Linked DNA regions of Sus scrofa: regions 2 and 3 are each linked to region 1. Evidence: chromatin contacts called from public Hi-C and HiChIP or PLAC-seq data. All regions are on one chromosome and are shown on one strand. The core of a region is the stretch at or near the end of the contact, and the rest is flanking DNA. Distances in the headings are between cores, read along the strand shown.

Region 1 (3,165 bases), core at 336-2,835:
GTGCTTTTAAAACGAAAGAGCCACAAGCCAAGGAGTCTAGGAAACTACAAAGCTGAAAAAGTCAAAAGAAATGGGTCTTTCCCTCAGTCTCCAGAAGTAATCAGAACTCAGAACACCAGTTAAAAGAGCTCATCTACTTTTGCTTTATGCTGTATACAGCAGTCTAAGGTAAGAATACTAACCAGACAAGTACCACTTCTGCATTCACAAGGAATACTATCCAGAACCCTGGGTAAGAAGCCACATAGGCTTAAGGGGTACTTCACACCTAAGTGGTACGAGACAGAATGTTACCCACTGTGTGTGCACATATATATTTCATGTCATATATTTTAATAATATTGCATATTATATATTGATGATAGTCTAGTTTCCAGAGTAAAGAATTTGAAAAGCAGCAACAATCATATGTGGTTAACGTCAGTAATTTATATTCACTATCTCTTTTGATCCTCACAACTCTATGAAGTAGACAAATCTGGTATTGATTTCAGTTCTGCAGTGGAAGAAGCTGCAACCCAGTCACAGGGTAGTAAATAGCTCCCACTCTGATGACTTTCTACTAGACAATTTTACTTGGATAACATCAATCAATTTACTTATAGCTATATTGTTGTAAATTTCAAAATAACTTCAAGTTGGGAAAGAAAACAAGGCCAACACTTTACAAGCAATACCGTATTTTAATTTTACGTGCATGGAAACAATACCACACTCAGTGGTCAGTGATAAAGCTGAAGAGAACGAGTGGACGAATAATTTAAGTGTTTCTTTGCACAAAAATGAGAATGGCACCTACCCCTTTAGATGCTACTGTGTGGATTAAACGAGAGTACACTAAAAGTACTTATCATAGTAGCTAGTCTCACAGTTAGTACTACATACTCCAGGACGTCTCTTCCCAAAGGAAAATCTCCTTTCTGACCCCGAAAATGAACACACTCAGAAGTTGGGTAGAAGAGAATACAAAGGGAATGAAGATAGGGAAAATAGGTCCTGGCTACCCTTCCTTGAACACTTGACGAGCCGGCGCTTTGCAGTCACCCAAGAATGACCCAGAGAGGTGCTGGGGGCAGCCTAGGCGAAACCAACCTAAGCCCCGAAAGGCTCGTGGGGCAGGGGCAGCACCTTTCTGACCCGGGGGTACGACCACGGCCCCAGAAACCCCAACACGTGGCTCCCTCTCCCGGCTCCTCCCAATTGCCCTCTGCTCCTCAGTCTCCAAGCTTTCTCAGGTCGACCGGCACCGTAGCTGCAGATCAAGAGAGCAGCCTCTCCGGGGACCCTCCCAACCCAACCCTGAGAAATGCGCCTCACCGGGAAGCCTCGAAGTGGCTCTGGGAACTACAGCTCAGCCTCCTAGCGGAGCGACGACCGGAAGCCCGCCCCCCACCTCTCCGATTGGATAAATGTGCAACATGAGGCTGCAGAGGATTGGTCAGCATCCGAGGGGCGGGATATAGCCCAGGTGATGCAGAGATGCTGGGATGTGGAGGGCGAGGAAGCGCCGGGGCATTCTCCCTCCGGATTGGACGAGACCAGACATTTACGCCAGCTTAGAACCAGCTTCCGTAGAGCCGTCCACCACCGCCCTTTGCGTTACGTTTCGTTACGCTACCTTACGTTAGCGGAAGTTTTAAGCACTCATTGGTTGTGACGGAAGTTTGTCTCCTGGCTGCGTGGCCAATAGAGGACAATAATACAGCGAGTTCCGCCTCTTCCTCGGGCGATTGAGTCCTTCCGTTGACACATGGCAAAGTGAGTTCCTTCCAGTGTTTAGACGCTAGAAACTCCTACCAAGCCAGACACGGGTAGGGAACTGCTATTTTTACCAGAAAGTTTCTTCAGGTGAGAAATACTTGGTCGTAGAATCAGGCCTTGACAGACCCACCTACCCTGAGAACTTAACGAGGACCTGAGCGCTAGAACGCGGAGGAATCATTTCTTCGGTTGCTCTTTAGTCTGGCCGTATCGTTGGCTGAAACAGCTGTCAATTTGAGGGTAGCTCCACCTGCGGCCCTAGGGAACTCTGGGACTTGTAGTCTTTAAATGTGATTGTTGGTGCTGAGTTCTTTGTCAGCGCTTCGTGACGTTTACTGTGGTTTTGGAGTGTTCCATTGTGCTTTTATCTTTTCCCTTATCAGCACTGTTAAAGCCAAAGACCACTTAGGAAAACTGGAAAGACTTAATGTATGTTCGTAAAGATAAATATTAGTGTTTCAAACGTTTCACTGCTGTGCCCGCCTCTCTACTAAACGTTCGTAATTCGTGTACTAAGTGGATCGTAAATGTCTTCGTTTTTGAAATTCTTTCCTTTACAACAAAATGGCCTTGATTTTCGTATTAGTGATCATCCTATAATATTTGAAGAGTGCCCTGAATTTAACAGCTGTATATCACTATTGTCGCTGCTTACTTAAATCGTGTTGATGTGACACGATGCAGAACTGACTGCTGTCTTGACAGGAAAACAGTGCTGTAGTTAAAACGTCAAGCGTGACGGATTCCAGGAGGCGCATATGTTGTATATCCTTCAGGATTGCATTATGAAGTGTTTTTTCAGTAGTAATGGAAACATGTTGGTTTGAGGCAGTTACCCTGCCTTTATTGAATCATGAACTCCTTCACTTGTGAGCATGTTTAATAATATTTCGTCACTTTGTGTTTAGCAAAAGTAAATATCAACCTATAAATACCACAACTTCCTGAGTGGACTCTTTTCCTTTCAACACTTTTTTTTTTCTGTGTATCATGTAATACAAACTTCAATTTTTGTAAGAAAAAGCAGGGATTGTTGCTGGACTAAAAATTAAGTATACTTTAGAGGATTCAAGCCAAGCAGAAGCTGTTTTTTATGATGCTTGGAATAGTTGCTTTTTTGTGTAAAAAAAAAATTTTTTTTAAATTTTTTTGTGTGCTGTTTGTAAATGATCACAGAATGTTTCAGGTTTTATTTGTAAATGAAAAGTAGAAGATAGCCTTTTTTATTCTGAATAAATAAAGAGCCAAATTGGGGAGTTCCCTTAGCTGCGCATCGGAAAAGAATCCGACTAGGAACCATGAGGTTTCGGTTTCGATCACTGGCCTTGCTCAGTGGGTTAAGGATCTGGCGTTGCTGTGAGTTGTGGTGTAGGATCTGGCATTCCTGTGGCTGTGGCTGGCAGC
Region 2 (3,165 bases), core at 481-2,980, 87 kb after region 1:
TTAGCTAACCAGGAAATATCATAACTCAATGACAATCCTAAATTCTGAAGTATTTAGAGTAAATATATTTGAGATATTTATCATGCAAAATAGGCAGCACTATTTACAATCTGAATATTACTGTCTATCTCCTTAGGTTAAATAAGAACAAAAAACTGTTCATGGTACTCTTCCCTAATAATGCTGCCATTTTCTCTATACACATTCCCTATTTTCCATGCCAGGCAGAGACGTGTCCATGGGGCAAGAGTTTATCTACACTGAAATTAAGTGTGAGATAAGTAAATTTATCTGAATGGGGTTTTACACAGAACATGTACTTCTCAGTATAAGATGATTTTGTGTCATGGAAAAAAAAATCAAGGAGGTCTGATTCCTCAGATTCTTCATAGTCAACTTTATTCTTATATTAAGGAACTGGTCTGCAGGAGGAATGAACCTCACAATTTAAAAGACAGGTAGCAGAAAACTGTAAATCAACTATACTTCAATAAAAAGAGACATAAGATATCAATAAGAATAAATTTTGCTTCTATCTAAAAAATAATTAACTTTTAAATCTAAGTAACATTTACAGAGCATGAAAAAATTTTTAAAAAGGGGGGAAGCCAAAAGAAGCAGACAAAATATAAAGTTTACTGTTAAAAACTCATCCCTGATCTGGCTGTCATACTTAGCATTTTTCAAACCCACCAGTCTGACCAAGAACCCTAGTTTTAAGACTAACTTTAATTTTAATTTGTAACATTAATTCAACAATAATACTGTAGCTTAACTACAGATAGTACTGATCAGTGACCCAGAAACTAATAAAACTGTGTCTATCAGCAAATTAGCAACCACACCCCTTAAAAAGAGCCACTCAGGCGGTGCTCCATTAACTTCCACAAAGGGTGGCTTTCATTTAAAATGCAGTACTTCATTGCCTGGAGAAACCTCGTTTGTTTTATAAACACTGTCTGGAGTAAAGCCAATGACTTTACCTATGGCTGAAACAATCAGTTTGGAGAAAGGCATCATGGATAACTGGTGAATCCTAGTCTCCCAACGATTAGTTATAAGGACTTTACACTTAAATGATAATTACACTCTGTGCATCACAAGAGTGAAAACCGTTTAGAAACTCAACCAAAGCTTGGGGATAATGTATTACTCCACGAATAGCTCTTCCTTTAAGTTCCAAGAAAGGCATTACTATTAAAATTGAGTTTGCTAGCTAAGTCTCTAGGTTTTCCCCGACCGTTTTACTATCATTCTTAAGCCTACAAAGGGCCCGTTAGCGGGTACTGTGAAAACCTGTGGAAAAAGAGTTTTGGCCAAATTTAAATAACTGCGGAGAGCAACGAAGGCTTGGAGTCCTTAACTCCCCGAGCTGAGCCGTGAGGCCACAGGCACCTTACCTGCCAACGGCCATAGGTGAGCAGAACCATGGAGATGGGGATGGCGGTGCCGGACATGGCATGGGTGGAGGGCATGCTGTACTCCGAGTTGTAGAAGACCTCCAACTTGACCACGGGCGGCGAGGCGGGCCTCGGCCAGCGGATGATGTCCTTGGTGCACTGGCCCAGGTACATGGCCAGCACCCAGATGACCACGAGCCTCCGGCCCACCAGGGCGTCCAGGTTCCAGATCCAGAAGGGGAAGAAGAGCATGTAGAAGAGTTCGTTGCCCAGCTCGGTGCCCAAGCAGAACAGGTAGTAGAGCGGCCAGTTGCTCACGTGGGCCAGCTGGCCCTCCTCGCCCGTCAGCGAGTTGCGGCGCAGAGCCCCCGCGCGCCGCGGTGAGGCCGGGCCCAGCTTGGTGGCCCGACCGTTCCGCACACCGTTGGGGGCGCCGCCGACGCCTGGCTTGGCCTGGCACTGATTGCGCTCGCTCCCGGGCGGCTGAGGGCCTCCGGACGCCCCCAGCTGCCGCTCTCGGTGCCGGGGTTCGCCGGCGAGGGGCGCCTCCGCCTTCTCATCTTCCTCCGGGCCGCTGGTGGCGGCGGCGGCGGCCGGCGCTTCGACCCCGCACAGCAGCTGGAAACGGGCGACTTTCTGCGGGTCCTGCAAACTGCCGACCAGCCCGGCCAAGCGCTGCCTCCACGACATGGTAAAGGGACCGCCGGCCCACGAACCAGAGGACGGCGGCGGGAGCGGCGGGGGGGGGGGGGGCGGCCCCCGGCGCAGCCCCGATCAGCCCCCGCGGGCGGGACAGCTGCAGCGGCAGCGCGAGCAGCGCCTCCTTACCCCAGAGCGGCTCTGCGGGGTGACGGCTCCACAGGCCGCAGCGGCCGCCGCGCGCCCCCGTCCCGCGCGCCCCTCCCTCTCCGCGCGCGCCCCGCCGCCGCCCGCGGCCTCCACGCGCCGGCGCGCCCCGCCCCCACGGCCGCTCTGGCAGGGGGCCCGGCCCGCCCCGAGCGCATCCGGGCGGCGTCAGGGCGCGGAGGCTTGGCGGGCGGCGGCCTTGAGGTGCTCCTAGTTAATACCCACTAGGCAGCGCGGCGCTGGGCGGGCGGGACCTTGCGCTTCCCCTTCTTCAGCTTCAGCCTTTGGTCCCCGCAGGCGGGGGTGGGGGGTCGCCGGCTGCTCTCTGTATGGCGTTGGCCCTTAGAGGCCACGATCCTCGTGCCAGGTTTTGCGGTGCCAGTGGCCAGGCACCCGAACGTCCTGCTGGCACAGAATGAAATGGTGAATGAAAGCAAAGTAACCACCGCGCGCCCGGAATCTTTGCACTCAAGGAATTACAAGTAATTACAGAGCTGTCACTAACAGTTGATGTCCTGAAAGCCACGTGCCACTTGACTCGCGGGGACAAGGGTAGATGTAGATCCCAGGACAGTAGTGTGTAATTCATTGTCAAAAGTTCACAAACAGCCAAAGTAAAACCAATAAATCACTGAAGTTGTAATAAGTTAAAGGGTATTGTGTACACACCAAAAAGTTGCAAACTGGGAGCATTCAAACCAAAATCATGGAGTGTGGCTCAGGTGTACACTGTTATAAAGCAGCTACGTATAGTGAGAAGGCAGTAACTGTTTCTTCTTCACAGTGATTGGTTATAATAGCAGAGTTTTCAGGGTTAGTTACCGCATATCAACCTTGGGAAACAGTTCCAAATTTTGTTTATGATTTCCAAAGGCATAAGCAAAAAATGACTAAATTGGTTTTGTCTGCCCAAGGAATG
Region 3 (3,165 bases), core at 397-2,896, 66 kb before region 1:
CCACACCACAAGAGGACAAGCTAGATTACCTTAAACAGAACACATAAAAGGCATAATTAAAATAATTTCAAACATCTTTTTGAATGAAGGCATCTGAAGTTAACAAAGCTTAATAAACAAAACTCATGAAATCATGTACCTAAGTTGAAATAAAAACATAAATCCACAGTCTACTTAGACAACCAAGTTGAGTTCCCTTGAAGTTCATCATCAAATATTAATTTTCATTCCATCAAACTAATGGAACTGAACAGTTCTTCTGGATTTTTTTTAACCTTCTCAAATTATTAACATGAAGGCTATTTCCTAAAAGTAACAAGCATTAAGCTCAGCTTCATTCACCAATTTAAACAGATGCCATCATTTCCATGGCATTGAGGCTCCCAGCAAGATTAATGGCAGACTTTAATAGAAATAATGCATATGGGGGAAATGCTAAAATGCAATTACTCACCTGTCATTCCAATTCATAAGATAAAGTGTTTTTTAACCTCTAAATAAGGGGATTTCTTCCTGAATGTATGAGAGTAAGTTACCTGGATTAGCTGGATTCTGACAAAGTAAAAATAACAAAAACATACACAAAAAACAAACAAAACCATGTGATGTTGAGGTTTGGAATTCTGAAATCTTGTTTGGTTCTCTTTTTTAAAAAAAGTTTTTTTAGCAATCTACCTAATTTACCCTTAAATAAAATGTAACACATAAAACGGAATTGCAAACCATGAATGACTATAAAAGAAGTGAGATCACTTTAAAATTTTCATAATGACTGCATCATCAAGAAGCTCCACATCACATTTGTATGTTGTAAATTTAGGGGCTGCTTTTCCAATCTGTTATGTGATTATTTAAATTTCATTTAACCCTCACAACACAAGATTTCTGTAAATCCTGTTCCTCCATCACTCTTTTTGTCTCTTCTTTATTCATCTCCCATCTCTAAAGATGATTTACCAGTAGCAAAAAAAAAAAAAAAAAAATCTTTAAACCATTTGCCCCTTATGACCGAGGCCCCAGACTCAACCCTACAGCTCTGCAGAACTGAACGTGCAGTAGCAGCGGGTCCGCGCAAAGCCCGGGGAAACAGGTTTTGCTCTGGACCCCGAAGCTTTATCATCCTCTAATCACCGGACACGGGGCATTTCCAAGACTCAGGATAATCCAAAGGGGCCACTGGGGTAGAGGAGAAAGACAGCGAAAGGGCTGGTCGGTAGGGATGCTCACTCCCTTTGCTCCCACCTCCCCGTCATCCCAAACAAACCTTGGAGAAGATAAGCTGCTAAAGAATCCTTCTCACTTCAACAATCCCCTTTTTCCCCCCGCCACCGTCAACAGATGAAGGGGACAGGAATGCGCCTCCAATGACTGAAGGTGGAGAAAAGGGGGCAGGGGCAAGAGAGGCATCACCAGCAGCGTCTGCAGGTAAATCAGACAAGTGGGGCCGGCGCTCCCGCTCCCGCTCCCGCACCTCACACACCGCACCCTCGCCGGTCGGGCCAGGCCTTCCCGAGGCCGGTGCCTGCAGGTCCCCGGAGGACCAGGAGGAGGAAGGGAGGCTGAAAGCAGCAGAGAGCTGCGGTGCAGGAGAGACCAAGTTACCTTGAAGCTTCTGGAGAAGAATCCGAAGATGACCTGTGGTTTCCGAGGGGCAGGAGACGGGGAAGAGGCCGAAGCGGGGGCGGCCGGCGGGGCCGGAGCAGCGGGGGGCGGTCCGGACGGCGCGGGGAGCCCGGGCGACGGCTCCGGGGCAGCGTCCCTCCGGTTCCGCGGCGGCGGCGGCGCCTCTAGGCCTCACGGCCGGACCTGAACCTCTGCGCTCCGGCGGCGGCGGCGGCGGCGGCGGCGGCCTCACGACCCTCCCCCGCGGACCCGTCCCATCAAATCGGCACCGACCCCGTTTCGACTCCGCCGGCGGCTCCGCGTTCACATTCCCGGCGGGCGGCGCCTCTGCTCGTTGCCCCGGACCTGGCGGCGGCGACGACAAGCGGAGGGGGCAGGGAGGGAGGAAGACGGGATCCGCAGCGGCCGCAGGAGGAGGAGGAAGGAAAAGGAGGAGGAGCCGCTGGAGCTGCAGCCGCCGCTGCCAGAGCCGCCGTTCGCCGCCCGCGGAGGGTCCCAGTCAATGCCCCTTTCTCTCTCCTATTGTCAATATCACCGGGCGGCCGAGTCCATGGCACACGCGCAGCCGAACCTTCTGGCCCGCAGAGCCCGCCCCCGGCGCCCGGTCACTGGATGCTTCAAACGGGAAGCGAAGCCTCATTGGTCGACTCCCGCCTTCACTCACCTGTCAGCACGTTGGGCTGAGAGGCGAGCAGGGATTGGCGGCTGGGGGGCGGAGACACGGGAGTGGGAAGAGAAGAGGCCGAAGATTGGCCAAGGCGAGAGGGACCCGGATGCAGCCGAGACCCTGCGGCCGTGCCGCTGCCGCTTCCGCCAGGCGTTTAGGACTGAGTTAGCTGATCCTCCAGGCCCGGGATCAGCTTGTTGAGCCCGGACGTGTGCGGCGGGCAGATCCATTCGGTGGGCTTCCGCGTAACGCGGAGCCTCCAGGCGACGATCGTCAACCCGAGGATCCAGGGGCAAGAGTCGGCTGAGGATGGGGACGCCCCTGGCCCATGATTTCGCCCCTTTCAGCAATGAGGCTAGCCTTTGGGCTCGAGTACCGCGCAGGACGGGCACCGGCGCCGCGCAGAGGAAAAGAAAGCTCCGCCCGCCCATGCGCTGCCGCTTGTGCATTGGGCCCTCGGCACGGCCTGATGCCCCCACCGTCGCTCTGCAAGGAACCTCGTCGGGCCTGGCACCGAAATCCGACCTCCCAGCACTCTGGGGTTGTCGCTTCGAATTCCTTCTTGCCTGGTCTCCTTTCCCTAAACTTCTACTTTGAGTACCAGCTCCTTGGAACTCCTGCGAGCCTTGCTCGGGGCCAGCAACGTGCAGCTTATGCTGGTGGGAAAGCTGATGCTACGACCTGCAGGCGTTTATGGAGATCCGCCGCTTCGCCCACGGCTGCACAGAGTTTAGGGACTCCAGCTCCAAACTGCAGGAGCTCGGCCGCTTCTAGTTGGCAAGTTGGATCCGAAAGAGTTTACGGAGACTTCACTTAACTCTAGCTAGAACAGGTGATAAAATATTTAGAAATGCGTTTGCATCCTTGGTGAGCCC

The links. Hi-C and Micro-C count contacts between places; a contact is called where the count stands out from the background. HiChIP or PLAC-seq counts read pairs in DNA pulled down with a chosen protein or histone mark.
Region 2: a contact with region 1 is called in an H3K27ac HiChIP or PLAC-seq map of alveolar macrophages. The contact joins the promoter of SYNE2 here to the promoter of WDR89 in region 1. A contact is called at or near these places in 13 of 47 Hi-C or Micro-C datasets (alveolar macrophages, brain, embryonic fibroblasts and 6 more) and 2 of 2 datasets of contacts at active chromatin or transcription factors (alveolar macrophages and skeletal muscle).
Region 3: a contact with region 1 is called in a Hi-C map of liver, with 3 times the contacts expected there. The contact joins the promoter of PPP2R5E here to the promoter of WDR89 in region 1. A contact is called at or near these places in 8 of 47 Hi-C or Micro-C datasets (blood, fetal heart ventricle, heart right ventricle and 2 more) and 2 of 2 datasets of contacts at active chromatin or transcription factors (alveolar macrophages and skeletal muscle).

The regions. Positions count from the first base shown.
Region 1 is chr1:194,438,245-194,441,409 of Sscrofa11.1, reverse strand. It overlaps WDR89 (WD repeat-containing protein 89), which reads right to left and starts at 1,585. Exons shown (of 2, transcript XM_021074236.1): 1 at 1,318-1,585.
Region 2 is chr1:194,351,115-194,354,279 of Sscrofa11.1, reverse strand. It overlaps SYNE2 (nesprin-2), which reads left to right and starts at 1,730. Exons shown (of 117, transcript XM_021074116.1): 1 at 1,730-2,091. SGPP1 (sphingosine-1-phosphate phosphatase 1) reads right to left here and starts at 2,309. Exons shown (of 2, transcript XM_013993487.2): 1 at 1,401-2,309. The coding sequence starts at 2,090.
Region 3 is chr1:194,504,016-194,507,180 of Sscrofa11.1, reverse strand. It overlaps PPP2R5E (protein phosphatase 2 regulatory subunit B'epsilon), which reads right to left and starts at 1,646. Exons shown (of 14, transcript NM_001244062.1): 1 at 1,603-1,646.